2 separate regions of the Salmo salar genome follow, and region 1 is linked to region 2. A link is a contact called in public Hi-C data. All regions are on one chromosome and are shown on one strand. Each heading gives the region's core, a stretch centred on a gene start, on an enhancer-like site or on the middle of the called end of the contact. The rest is flanking DNA. Distances are from core to core; before and after follow the strand shown. Region 1 holds the start of LOC106575673 (mid1-interacting protein 1-B). Region 2 holds the start of LOC106575672 (BCL-6 corepressor).

What was found. Hi-C and Micro-C count contacts between places; a contact is called where the count stands out from the background.
Region 1: a Hi-C map of muscle shows a contact between it and region 2, with 12 times the contacts expected there. The contact joins the promoter of LOC106575673 here to the promoter of LOC106575672 in region 2. A contact is called at or near these places in 2 of 3 Hi-C or Micro-C datasets (gill and muscle).

What each region holds. Positions count from the first base shown.
Region 1 is chrssa17:25,867,978-25,874,343 of Ssal_v3.1, reverse strand. LOC106575673 (mid1-interacting protein 1-B) reads left to right here and starts at 2,111. Exons shown (of 2, transcript XM_014152305.2): 1 at 2,111-2,570; 2 at 2,774-4,028. The coding sequence starts at 3,090. The coding sequence ends at 3,563.
Region 2 is chrssa17:25,702,474-25,709,162 of Ssal_v3.1, reverse strand. LOC106575672 (BCL-6 corepressor) reads right to left here and starts at 2,007. Exons shown (of 13, transcript XM_045699212.1): 1 at 1,223-2,007.

The DNA.
Region 1 (6,366 bases), core at 862-3,361, 170 kb before region 2:
GGGGAAAAGAGAAGATTAATTGTGTGTCGTCTGCATAGCAATGATAGGAGAGACCATGTGAGGATATGACAGAGCCAAGTGACTTGGTGTATAGCGAGAATAGGAGAGGGCCTAGAACAGAGCCCTGGGGGACACCAGTGGTGAGAGCACGTGGTGCGGAGACAGATTCTCGCCACGCCACCTGGTAGGAGCGACCTGTCAGGTAGGACGCAATCCAAGCGTGGGCCGCGCCGGAGATGCCCAACTCGGAGAGGGTGGAGAGGAGGATCTGATGGTTCACAGTATCAAAGGCAGCAGATAGGTCTAGAAGGATGAGAGCAGAGGAGAGAGAGTTAGCTTTAGCAGTGCGGAGAGCCTCCGTGACAGAGAAGAGCAGTCTCAGTTGAATGCCCAGTCTTGAAACCTGACTGATTAGGATCAAGAAGGTCATTCTGAGAGAGATAGCAGGAGAGCTGGCCAAGGACGGCACGTTCAAGAGTTTTGGAGAGAAAAGAAAGAAGGGATACTGGTCTGTAGTTGTTGACATCGGAGGGATCGAGTGTAGGTTTTTTCAGAAGGGGTGCAACTCTCGCTCTCTTGAAGACGGAAGGGACGTAGCCAGCGGTCAAGGATGAGTTGATGAGCGAGGTGAGGAAGGGGAGAAGGTCTCCGGATCGAGATCGAGATCCCACTCTATTTTACTATCCTTGTCCGTTCTCCAGCACATCCAGTTCTCTCTGTCTCTCTCTCTCCACCGCCACACCCCAGTACATTCGGTTCCAATTCCCTTCCCCCTGACGAGAGAGAGAGAGAGAGAGAACTGGATGTGCTGGAGAATGGACAAGGATAGTAAAATAGAGTGGGATCGCTGCACAAAAGTCCTACCACTGAGTCATTCTCAGTGGTAGGACTTGAGGTGTTCGAGCTCGATTCGGTCTGTCATTGCTCTGGCTTGGAACAATCAAATGAAATACCACTTTTTGAAGATTTGCCACTTTTGTGTATTGCTTAAATGGAGAATCAGTAATATGACAGCAACCTCTTAGATGGTAATGACTGTAGGAGTACTAAGCTTTAGTGGGGGCCTGGGGGTAGAATGGAGTGGGGCAGACCACCGAGGTCACTGACACTGTTACTGGTTTAATTCAACTGTCATGTGAGTACAGCAAGTTGGTTCCAAGATTCTATTTCTGTAATTACTAGGATTCTTTTAGGTTTTTGTTGTTTTGTTTTGGCGTTTTGACGCATTCTGAAGTTGCTCTTTGTTTTCGAAGGATCAGTATAAAACCAATGTACAAGATCAATTAATCTCTCAATCCAAAATTGGACAGATGAAATAAGACTTTGTATAAAAAAAAGAAAACGTTTTAAAATGCATCATCAGCTAGCATGCCAACAAATGTATGTTGATATTGTGATCTTGAATCTATTAATAAAATGGTCATTACATCGTTTCAGTTGTGAGCTTCTGTTGTGAGATATTTACTCTCTCTTTTGTTTCTATAACCGAGTATTTTGAATTTTTTTTGATAATAAGGTGGGTAGTTAATCATCAATAATTAATTCTGCACCTGATAGATCCAATATAATTTACAGGTAGCAATAATATTTTTTACCCCACGGTGTCACTATCACATCTATGAAAAACGTATTCGCGATCCCGTCTAGAAAGGGTGTTCGCGAGGCAGGCTTGACCACAGAATTAGCAATTAGAATAATTTAATTCGAGTAATTTAATAGGATTTTCATGGGCTTGACTGTAAAAAAAAAATTACGAACAAGAACAACATCCAATGAAATCCTTACCGTTTGTTACAATGTAATGTATTCACAATAGACATCCGTATTCGTGATCATTAATCAGTTACAGCATCAGAAACGATACTTTGTTGATACAGCATAAAACAACGAAGTACTTTGTTGATAGTGTATACATTGTTAAAATTGTCACTAGTACATCTACTACTTAAAATGTTTTTGTGGGCAGGAATGACGCAACCCCAGCCTGAATTAAACTCCTGCTTCAACACGTCGCTAGTTTCCTCAGACGAGCCTGCTCTATTTCACCACTCAAATTGCATAATTATGATTCCTTCCTCGCCTCCGTATTTCTTTGAAAGGATGTCATTTGAGACGCTCATATTCAAATGTACACGAGCCCTGGTTTTACTAAAACTGTGAACGCAAGTTTTTCACAGTACACATTTGAGTCATCAGTATTGAAGTGACATTATGTTATTTACTTCATAATCTCTCCAAAAGAGGAAGTATGGAAGGAAGGTAAAGATAAGTGTTTTTGTTTTTTGAAGGAAGTAAACATGTTCTAACCGGGAGCTGACTTGGCAGAAAATCAGCCGGGTTGGTGAGAAACCGGCTAAAATCTGATTGGCTGAAAACTGAGTTACGGTTTGTGGGCTGATGCAAGTACGCCACTCCTGCACATCACCGTCCTCCTGCTGGTGCTGAGGATTTATTCAACTAGCAAACTGCTATCGCTCACAACAAGCTGTCAAATTAAGACTTTATACCTTCCACAGAAGTTTAACAAGGAAGTGGTTATTCGGGAAAATACCAGGGACAATAACATCACGGTGAGTTTGTACTGCTTGAGCTCAATTTATTCTCCAAATATGGCTAGCTAGCTAATGTTAGCTGTTCATTCAGTTAGATGCTTCCGTTCTCAACTATTGGCTAGTGTAAGGATTTCTTCATTTTTGCTAAGCCTACTGTGCAACTAATGGTACTGAAATAACGTTACTTGAAAAAACTAACGGTATGGTGTCTCTTATTTCAGGTCGTTCGTCCGGTTACTTTGGCCTGAGGGGGAAAACATCCGACTGAAACAGATCCGGGAACGCCCTTAGAAAAAAGCCACTTGTTAGTCAATTAGTGTGTAACGTTAACGTTAGTACAGTTCTCACAAGGCAGACAAGACGTTTCCTCGGACCGAGTAAGCTTTTGCAGCAGCTAAATTTGTCGTTGTAATCCGATAAAAAGCATTAGCTAGTTAGCTTGCTAAGGTTGATTTCAGACTGACAGAAGCGTACAACGGTATTATCGGTGACGCGAGGTAACTAGATTGTCTGCACACGGTCAGGTCTCTCGCAAAAATGATGCAAATTTCGGATTCGTACAATCAAAAGAATTCATTGTTCAATGCAATGAACCGCTTTATTGGTGCCGTAAATAACATGGATCAGACGGTGATGCTTCCTAGTCTGCTAAGAGACGTGCCTCTAGACGAGGAAGAAGAGGTGAAAACGATATCACCGATTAGGACCGCCAGCAATGGGTCAGCCACCTATTTCCAGGACGGGGACATGTACAATTACTATGTGCTGTTAAAATCGATCAGGAATGACATCGAATGGGGGGTCCTACAAGCAGACGACAGGCGGAAAGAAAAAATGGGGGTGACCGCGTTGGACATATCCAGAATAGAATCCGATGATGATGACTTGGAGAAACAATTTCATTATCATTTGACCGGACTGCACACTGTTCTGTCCAAGCTTACCCGGAAAGCAAACACCCTCACGAACAGGTACAATCAGGAGATTGGAATAAGGGGCTGTGGACTGTGACTACTATAAAGTTGTGTGTCAGACGATAACATCAAAACGGTCATTGGTGAACAGTGGAATGGGGGGGGATGTCCTAGTGGTATCGTTTGTATTTATTCCCACAGTGGGAATGTAACCTACTAGACGTTTCATATGCATTGTTAAACATTTTCCATCAACTGTTTGAATGATTGTCTTATGTATTAATGGCTTGTTGTATGGATGGTCTATCCACGTTAAGATTTTGTTGTTGATTGGGCCACGTTGCATAATGCCAACTGACAGTGATTTCATGTTATGGTAGCAATGAGTCATTGCCATTAACTAAATCATATGCTTGATAATCTATGAACTGGAATCAAATGATTATTTTTAATTTGAGAGATTCCAAGAGATTAACACCAACTGTAAACCTTTCTTATTTAAGCAGCATTTTATTTTTCTAGAGAAATGACAGCTCAGTGATTAAACATCTACTTATTGTTATGTTGTGATCAGTTTATTTGACAGTCACTGGTTTATTGAGAGGTACACAACTTCGGCATGATAGTTTTGTGACTGATTAAACTGTAAGATTGTGATTAGTCTGTGAACTGATGCCTACAGTGGGTATAGAAAGTCACCACCCCCTTGAAAAATGTTCACCTTTTGTTGCCTAACAGCCCGAAATGAAAACACATACATTTAGACTTTTTCCAGCTTTATTTACACACCGTAACCCACAATATCCAAGGGAATCTTTCTCTTCTAAACTCAAAGTAAAACAACCCTATTTGGATAAGTGAACACCCCCCTTTAAAATTGCAAACTTGCTGGGGTATAACCAACCACCTTCCAGATCACAAGTCAAGCTAATTGTCTTCCATCTGTGATCCATTTTAGGACTTTGATTAGTTCAGAATAAAAGCAGTTGTTCATAGAGGACAACTGCTCAATAGTGCAATTCAAAGCAAAGAATCCACTATGGTAGGAAAGGTACTGTCAAAAGATCTACGAGATAAAGTTGTGAAAAGGCACAAGTCGGGATGGATATAAAAAGATTTCAAAATCTTTGTCTCTCGGAGCATAGTTAAGACCATTATTAACAAGTGGTTAAGGCGTATGGCACCACCCAGATCCCGCATAGATCAGGCCTTCCCTCCAAACTGGATGACCGGGCAAGGAGGAGACTGATCAGAGAGGCTACCAAGAAGCCATTGGTGACTTTGAAGGAGTTTCAGGCCTTTATGGCAAAGACTGGTCAATGTGTGCATGTGCCCACTATCACAAGCGCTCCACAAATCTGGCCTCTATGGTAGGGTGGCAAGAAAAGGAAAAAAAACACATCAAGTCTTGTTTGAGCTTTGCCAAAAAGCACATTGTAGATTCTGGGGCCAAGTGGCAAAAGATGCTGTGGTCAGATGAGACCAAAATTGAACCTTTTGGTCTGAATGCAAAGCAATATGTCTGGCGAAAACCCAATACATCTTTCCACCCAAAGAACACCAAGCCTACAGTAAAGAACACCATGCCTACAGTAAAGAACACCATGCCTACAGTAAAGAACACCATGCCTACAGTAAAGAACACCATGCCTACAATAAAACATGGCGGTGGCAGCATCCTATTGTGGTGTTTCTATTCAGCAGGGGCAGCATAGAAGGGAAAATGGACAGTGCAAAATACCAACAGATTCTTGAGGAGAACAGGCTGCCCTCTGCCAGGAAGATGGTTAACTTTTCAACATGACAATGACCCAAAGTACACTGCCAAAGCAACCGTACAGTGGCTGAAGGACAAGAAGGTGAATGTCCTTGAGTACCTAGTCAGCCCCGACCTAAATCCCATTGAGAATCTGTGGAATGACTTGAAGAGTGCAGTCCTTAAGCGGTCACCATGCAATTTGACTGAACTTCAACAATTCTGCAAGGAAGAATGGGCAAATATTGCGCAGTCTAGGTGTGCAAAGTCAGTAGAGACGTATCAAATATTGCGCAGTCTAGGTGTGCAAAGTCAGTAGAGACGTATCAAATATTGCGCAGTCTAGTTGTGCAAAGTCAGTAGAGACGTATTCAAAGAGACTCGTGACTAATTCAAGCAAAAGGGGGTTCAACCAAGTGTTAACTTGGGGGTGTTCACTTACCCAAATAGGGTATTTTGCAGTTTTAATTTTAGTACATATTTTGTACGTTTTTGTAAGAATTATAAAAATAATACTTGGATATTCTGGGTTACTGTGTGTAAATATAGCCGAAAAGTCATTTTATGTGTTTTCATTTCAGGCTGTAACAACATGCCCAAACCGGACGCGTGTGTGTGTGCCGCGTGCCACGTGCGCAAGTTGAGTTTGTCCCCCCACGCCAAACGCGATCACAACACGCAGGTTGAAATATTAAAACAAACTCAGAACCATTTATTATCTTAATTTGGGGACAGGTCGAAGAGCATTAAACATTTATGGCAATTTAGCTTGCAGTTGCTAGCTAATTTGTCCTATTTAGCGAGCTTGATGTTGCTAGCTAATTTGTCATATTTAGCTAGCTTGCTGTTGATAGCTAATTTGTCCTGGGATATAAACATTGGGTTGTTATTTTACCTGAAATGCGCAAGGTTCTCTACTCCTACAATTAATCCACACATAAAACGGTCAACCGAATCGTTTCTAGTCATCTCTCCTCCTTCCAGGCTTTTTCTTTTTGGGACTTTATACGGCGATTGGCATCTAACTTTCATAATAAGGTGTATTACCACAACCGACCGATCTCAGTTCATCTTTCAGTCACCTACGTGGGTATAACCAATGAGGAGATGGCATTGTGGGTAATGCTTCTTTAAAACAATGAGA
Region 2 (6,689 bases), core at 758-3,257:
TCTGTTCTTGGAGTAAAAGTTTAAAAACAGAAATTGAGGCGTTTTTACGAGTCCAAAAACACTGCACTCCGTTGTTGCGTCTGCGCTTGCTTGTGTCTAGTACTGTATATGCAACGAGTCGAATTCCGTAGCGCAGCCTGTGACCAGAGTCATTTCCCGTCCCCGGGGCGAGGGGAGGACTTTAGTTCGGACTCGTTTAAGTTAAGGCGACAGAACACGTCAAGTTGCCAACATGACAAGAGTATATGGTGTACAAGAAAACAGACCTTGCATCATCCAATGTGGGACAGAAGCCTTAGACACGTTTACGTAGGCTTACATTATCCTGCAGGACACCTACATCCGTCTCAATGCGCTCGATCCCCGTGCCCGTTATAACAATTCATTTTAAGCATGATTGCCGCATTCTATCCATGAAGTCTTTGATAAATGGAAAACCATACAGCCCACCACACCATCATCCACTCGCTGAAATGCGCAGTGAAATTACACAGATGACCTCCACAAGCGTTTATCTGCAAAGTCGTTCCACAAGGTATATGGGATGGTGTCACAAATGGGCGAGGCACTAAATTAAGACTGAATCGTTATTTTTATATATAGAAAAACGCCTATAGGCCGATTCCCACGGAGACTCAACTAATTTGTTTATGCCAGGCCATTCATTTGAAACATGAGAATTAGATTAGCATCAATCGAAATCGCACACGCGCTACACGCTATTTTTTTATTTGACATTTTCCTTTAAATTTAGCTGACTGGCTGAAAAAAAGGTTAGCTGGAAAGTCCCGTGACAACGTTGGATCTCTCATTATGACTTACTAAGAGTTTGGATGAACGATAAAACACGTAGGCTTAATGAACACTAATGAATACATTTCCGTTACCAAATCATCCAATATCACACCATCAATAGGCTACAATTTTTCTATGAAACGGGTGTAGGCTAGACTAGGTTTATACAAAGCCTATGTGAAACATGAATTCTACTAGGTTAACACATACCTCCCAGTACACCAAAACATTGGCAAGCAACTAAATATTCCACTTAAATACGCAGTTCTTTGTAGAAGCCCTTATCAGATGGCCAAGTCTCCATATCGTCAGAGCGACGCCGAACAAGATCGAGTCTTCAGACTGGAGCAAGACAGAAAAGCAAACAAAACGAAACATGGAAAGGAAAACAAAGGCACAAACGTCCACAAAAATTATCTTAGCCTACCTGATAGAAATTCCAGAATAATTTCGATTGTCCTTGGCCAAAACACAAAATGTCCAGTTGGAACTTTTTGGCCGTGTTCTCTAGGCTCCACGAGTCAGTCAAAACGACCCGACGAGAGTTCGTGCGTCGGGGGAAATATCACTTTTGTAATTTAACTTTACAGCAAACAGGGGTGACAATGTTGTGCTTGTTAAATGACATGCAGGTAAGATTAGACTACGAAAACATCCTTAGTCTTTATACATTTCCAGTTGGTAAAAATCCGGGAAAGACGAGTAGGCGACAATCAACGACCACATCCACGGAGTCCCAGTGATAGGCTACGTTTCTGCCCCCCAGTAAATATATCCATTAGTAAAAAGACACTAAGTGAATCGTTGTTGTGAATGTTTCAAGGAGCACAGGTGGCAACAACGGTCGTAGGTCTCAATAAACAATAAACTAATTCAGTCTGGTTATGCATTGCAGCGCCATGTTGAGCTCGCCATACAGCACACACGCCACCTCAAAAATATGGCGAGAATTTCCGTTTTCAACAAATAAAGAATGCTAACAGTGCCCATTTTCTTCAGTGAGAGGCTAGGGTGTTTCTGTCAATGTTCCCATTCGTTTTTATTTCGTCCTATGTTTACTGTTCCGTTTTCTTCCGTATGGCACCATTCAGAGGACTCACAACTACCGCCTCCAGAAGTACAGCGGAGAATGAGTGCCCGCGCCTTGGTTCCAGTCGCAGACTCTACCCAGAAGGCCAATCCGGGAACCGCAATTACCATAAACCTCCAGCACGCTTCGCTCCACCAGTGCTCTCCACAGCGAAAACAAAGGGGGGGAGAGAGAGCGAGCGAAAGACACCGCCAGCGAGCGAGGGAGATACTGAAGGTAAATAGGTTACTGTGCATATTCGTTTTTTTTCTTCCTGGGCAATAGATTATGCTATATGCCTACATTTATTTTTTCCTCTCAGTGTTGGGTATGGCATATTGTCAAGTCTATGTCTCATTCCAGGGATATATAATATTATAACATTTTCTATCCCAATTATACTGTATCATTTCTATACTTCTACCTTGTAGAACGCAACAAACAGAAGACTTCATACTAGAATTTACCCTACACTCTTAGAAAAAAAGGTTCTGGGTAGAACCAAAAAGTGTTCTATGCTTGCTTCATATATGGTACCGCATATCAAATCAAATCACATGTTATTTGTCACACATGGTTAGCAGATGTTAATGCGAGTGTAGCGAAATGCTTGTGCTTCTACTTCTGACCACGCAGCAATATCTAACAAGTAATCTAACCTAACAATTTCACAACAACTACCTTATACACACAAGTGTAAAGGAATGAATAAGAATATGTACATAAAAATATATGAATGAGTGATGGCCGAACGGCATAGGCAAGATGCAGTAGATGGTATAGAGTACAGTATATACATATGAGATGAGTAATGTAGGGTATGTAAACATTATATAAAGTGGCATTGTTTAAAGTGGCTAGTGATACATTTATTACATAAATTTTTCCATTATTAAACTGGCTAGAGTTGAGTCAGTATGTTGGCAGCAGCCACTCAATGTTAGTGATGGCTGTTTAACAGTCTGATGGCCTTGAGATAGAAGTTGTTTTTCAGTCTCTCGGTCCCCGCTTTGATGCACCTGTACTGACCTCGCCTTCTGGATGATAGCGGGGTGAACAGGCAGTGGCTAGGGTGGTTGTTGTCCTTGATTATCTTTTTGGCCTTCCTGTGACATCGGGTGGTGTAGGTGTCCTGGAGAGCAGGTAGTTTCCGTTGATGCGTTGTGCAGACCTCACTACCCTTTGGAGAGCCTTACGGTTATGGGCAGAGCAGTTGCCGTACCAGGCAGTGATACAGCCCGACAGGATGCTCTCGATTGTGCACCTGTAAAAGTTTGTGAGTGATTTTGGTGACAAGCCGAATTTCTTCAGCCTCCTGAGGTTGAAGAGGCGCACGTTTAAATGTTTTACTCACGTTGGAAGTTGTTTAGTCCGATGGGAGCATGGTTCTATGGTTATGGTTCTATATAGAACCCGAAATTGGTTCCATATAGAACAGTATATGAAACCCAATGGTTCTATATTACCCAATTTTGGTTCAGGAAGAAGAACCCTACAAAAGGGTTTTATATAGAACCTTTAGGGGTGCCATATATGAAACAAGAAATATAACCCTTTTTGGTTCAATCCAGAACCTTTTATTTCTAAGAGTGTAGGGTCAATTCGAGTGTGAAGTCTTCTGTTTGTTTCTTTCTTCAAAGTAGAAGTATACAGTATACAGTATAATTGGGATAGAAAATGTTATAATATTATCTATCCCTGGAATCATTGGGACATAGTCTGGACAATATGCCATACCCAACACTGACAGCAAAACATATATTTAGGCATATCGCATAATCTATTGGCCAGGCCTATAACCACAGATCTAGGATCACCTGACCCCAAATCAATCCTAAATCTAAGGAATAGAATAAAATAGAATATAATGGAAACAGACTAGAGAGATATACAATACTTGGCGCTGTATCATGAGAAAAACGACCTATTTCGTTTAGAACTGTGCAAAAGGAAGCATCATAATAGCTCAAACCGGGTCCGCGTAATTGGATTGCCGTTATTAATGACAGACAACTCTCCCCCTACAGTCCCATGGGAACTAACCCGTGGGGTTATGCCGCTTCATTGCGCTCTGCATCGCGGTGGATTTCACATGAGCACGATGAATTCACACACAGTAAAGGCATTACATGCGATCGATACGCAGTGGGGAAACGGTTGTTGAATAGATAACGGTTCCTTTCATTTCTAAAATAAAGTTTTTTCTACCGTCACATAGGCCTATGAAGTTAAATCCAAACGTGTCAAATGTTATTAGATTAAATTGTTGACTATAATGAAGTACCTGGAGATTGGACATGTTTAATTTATTCTGAGAATTTACACACCGATGATGAGATGGGCGCGATCCGTGAACGGGGTGAGTGTCGAAAAAAGGGGTGAGGAAAAAAAGTTGGCAAAGCCCTTGTCAGCAATACTCAGCAATACTCAGCATCAAAGCCAAACTTGCTATTGACAGTGAGTGCATTTGTAGATTGCTTGTGAACATGCCCTCTAGACATTTTATGGCACATAGGCTACAGGTATGGAACTATATGGCACTGCCAGTGCGCTCCACACAAGGTCGCTTGCTCAAGTTCCGTTAAAGCCGTTTCCCCTCCGGTACTGTAGGTTTAGGCCTATGGAATTTATATATCACGCCAGAAAAACGGTGGTGTAATGGGTTGTGTTGCTTTTACATACTAAGTCGAGGCTGTGTATCTTATTTGTCAGTGCATTTGTGATGGCCTACGCATTAAGATTCGTGCGTCATTATCCTAATGGTTTGTGTCAGACGCTTGTTGATTCTTTCCAATCAACACCTAATGAAGGAACCTGTAGGCTATCCGTGTATTTAGCCCTGGTTACATGTATGTCTACACGTGTGAGCGCTATCAAAATGTAATATTCCCTTTTTATCAGCTGGTGCTCCCTAAAACACTGAGATGACACTGGACCAACATCAAGCGCATGGTCGTGGTAATGGCTTTGGCACTTCGAGACAGATGGACGCCTTGCAATGGAAAACCGGTCGCAACCCAACACCAGGTTCAAGCGAGCCCGTAATGGTGCAAACCATCCGTGATGGTGCATTACTGCCACCGTTTGGACAGTTGTGTTCATTAAGACTTGGCACACGAAGAAAATAGCGCAACACCTTAGTCTTTTACCGGTGTAGTAGCACTGTTATTACACCGTATCAACATTGTATAAACACTTGCCCCCAATCCCCCCTTCCCCAAAACACGTGTAAATATTGGACTATAAAGTGTGCCTTCCTGTATTATACTGATGCTACGATGTTTATTCTATTCAACTGAGCCATTTACTTCATGTTGTTATTCTTGTATTTTCTTATTTCTTATTGTTTTGCATTGTCGAGAAGGAACCTGCAAGTAATCATTTTGTTGGACAGTGTATACTATGTGTATCTGTACACAAGTCTAATAAAACTTGAAACAAGTGGCCTAACTGGCCCCTTAATCATAAAGTGTCTTAGTGCTGATCTATGATCAGTTTTAGCCTTTGGGTGATAATGAACAAGATCACATGGACAGGGAGGACCTGATCCTAGATCAGCACTCTTGCTCTGAGATGCTTTATGAATATGGCTCCTGGAGAGCAGTGGAAAGGGAGAACCCCCAAAGACCCAAGACAGTGACTGAGGAGAAGATGTCACAGGGGGTATTTGGATGAAGCCCAGTAGAGTCCCTGTAGATAGATAGAGCCATTTTCCTGATGCGTAGAAACTAGTCTGAAACCTATCCCTAGGCAACACAATGGTGTGGTTTCAATTAAGGACTCTTTTGGCATAGAGGAAATACGTAGTTCCTCTTTCCCAAAAACGTCCATCGTTGAAACCAGACCCTAGTCACTGTGTTACATAGGGTCAGTTTTCAAGACTATGTAGACCCCATAGCACCAGGCAGTGTCACACCTTACCCTGCCATAACACTGGCTAACTGAAGTGTCATCAACGACAGACCATTTGAAGAGTTTTATGGTGGTGGGGGTCAATTCCATTTTAATTCCAGGCAATTCCAATTCCAAATTTTCCTAATTGAAAAGCATAGAAGATAATTGGAATTTCAGTGCACTTCCTGAATTGACTGGAATTTAAATGGAATTGACCCCAACCCTGGTGAATATTGTGTGATTGGTCCAAAAGCTACGGCTAAATCATTCTGCATGATTTACTCTACACATTTAATAGTGTTCATATCTACAAGGTAGGCCTGTGTTTCTTTGAGTTTAAGACCATGTTGTTAGGAAATCATTTATTATGAAAGTGTATTGCAACAGACAACCGACTAATTCTTTCACAAACATCACTGGAACAAATACTGTTATTAAACCACTGTCACGCCCTGACCATAGAGAGCCCTTGGTTCTCTATGGTGTAGTAGGTCAGGGCGTGACTAGGGGGTGATCTAGTATATCTATTTCTATGTTGGTGCTAATATGGTTCCCAATTAGAGGCAGCTGATTATCGTTGCCTCTGATTGGGGATCATATTTAGGTAGCTATTTCCCCACTTGTGTTTTGTGGGATATTGATTGTTTGTTAGTGTGTTTGGGCACTACGTCCTCACGGTCTTTGTAAGTTTTGTTATTTTATTGTTAGTTTCACTTAAATAAATATGTGGAACTATACTAACGCTGCGCCTTGGTCCGCTCATTTCCAAGATCGTGACAACCACAGCCTGTGACCATTTACATGAGCTATGTGTGTGGTGGTGTGGTGTGTTACTTTCCACTGTGGAATATCTTTCTGACAACTGCTGCTCTACTTTACCTTCAACTGAGTGGGCCATGATTTATACCTGTCATAACTACAGCCGTGTTGA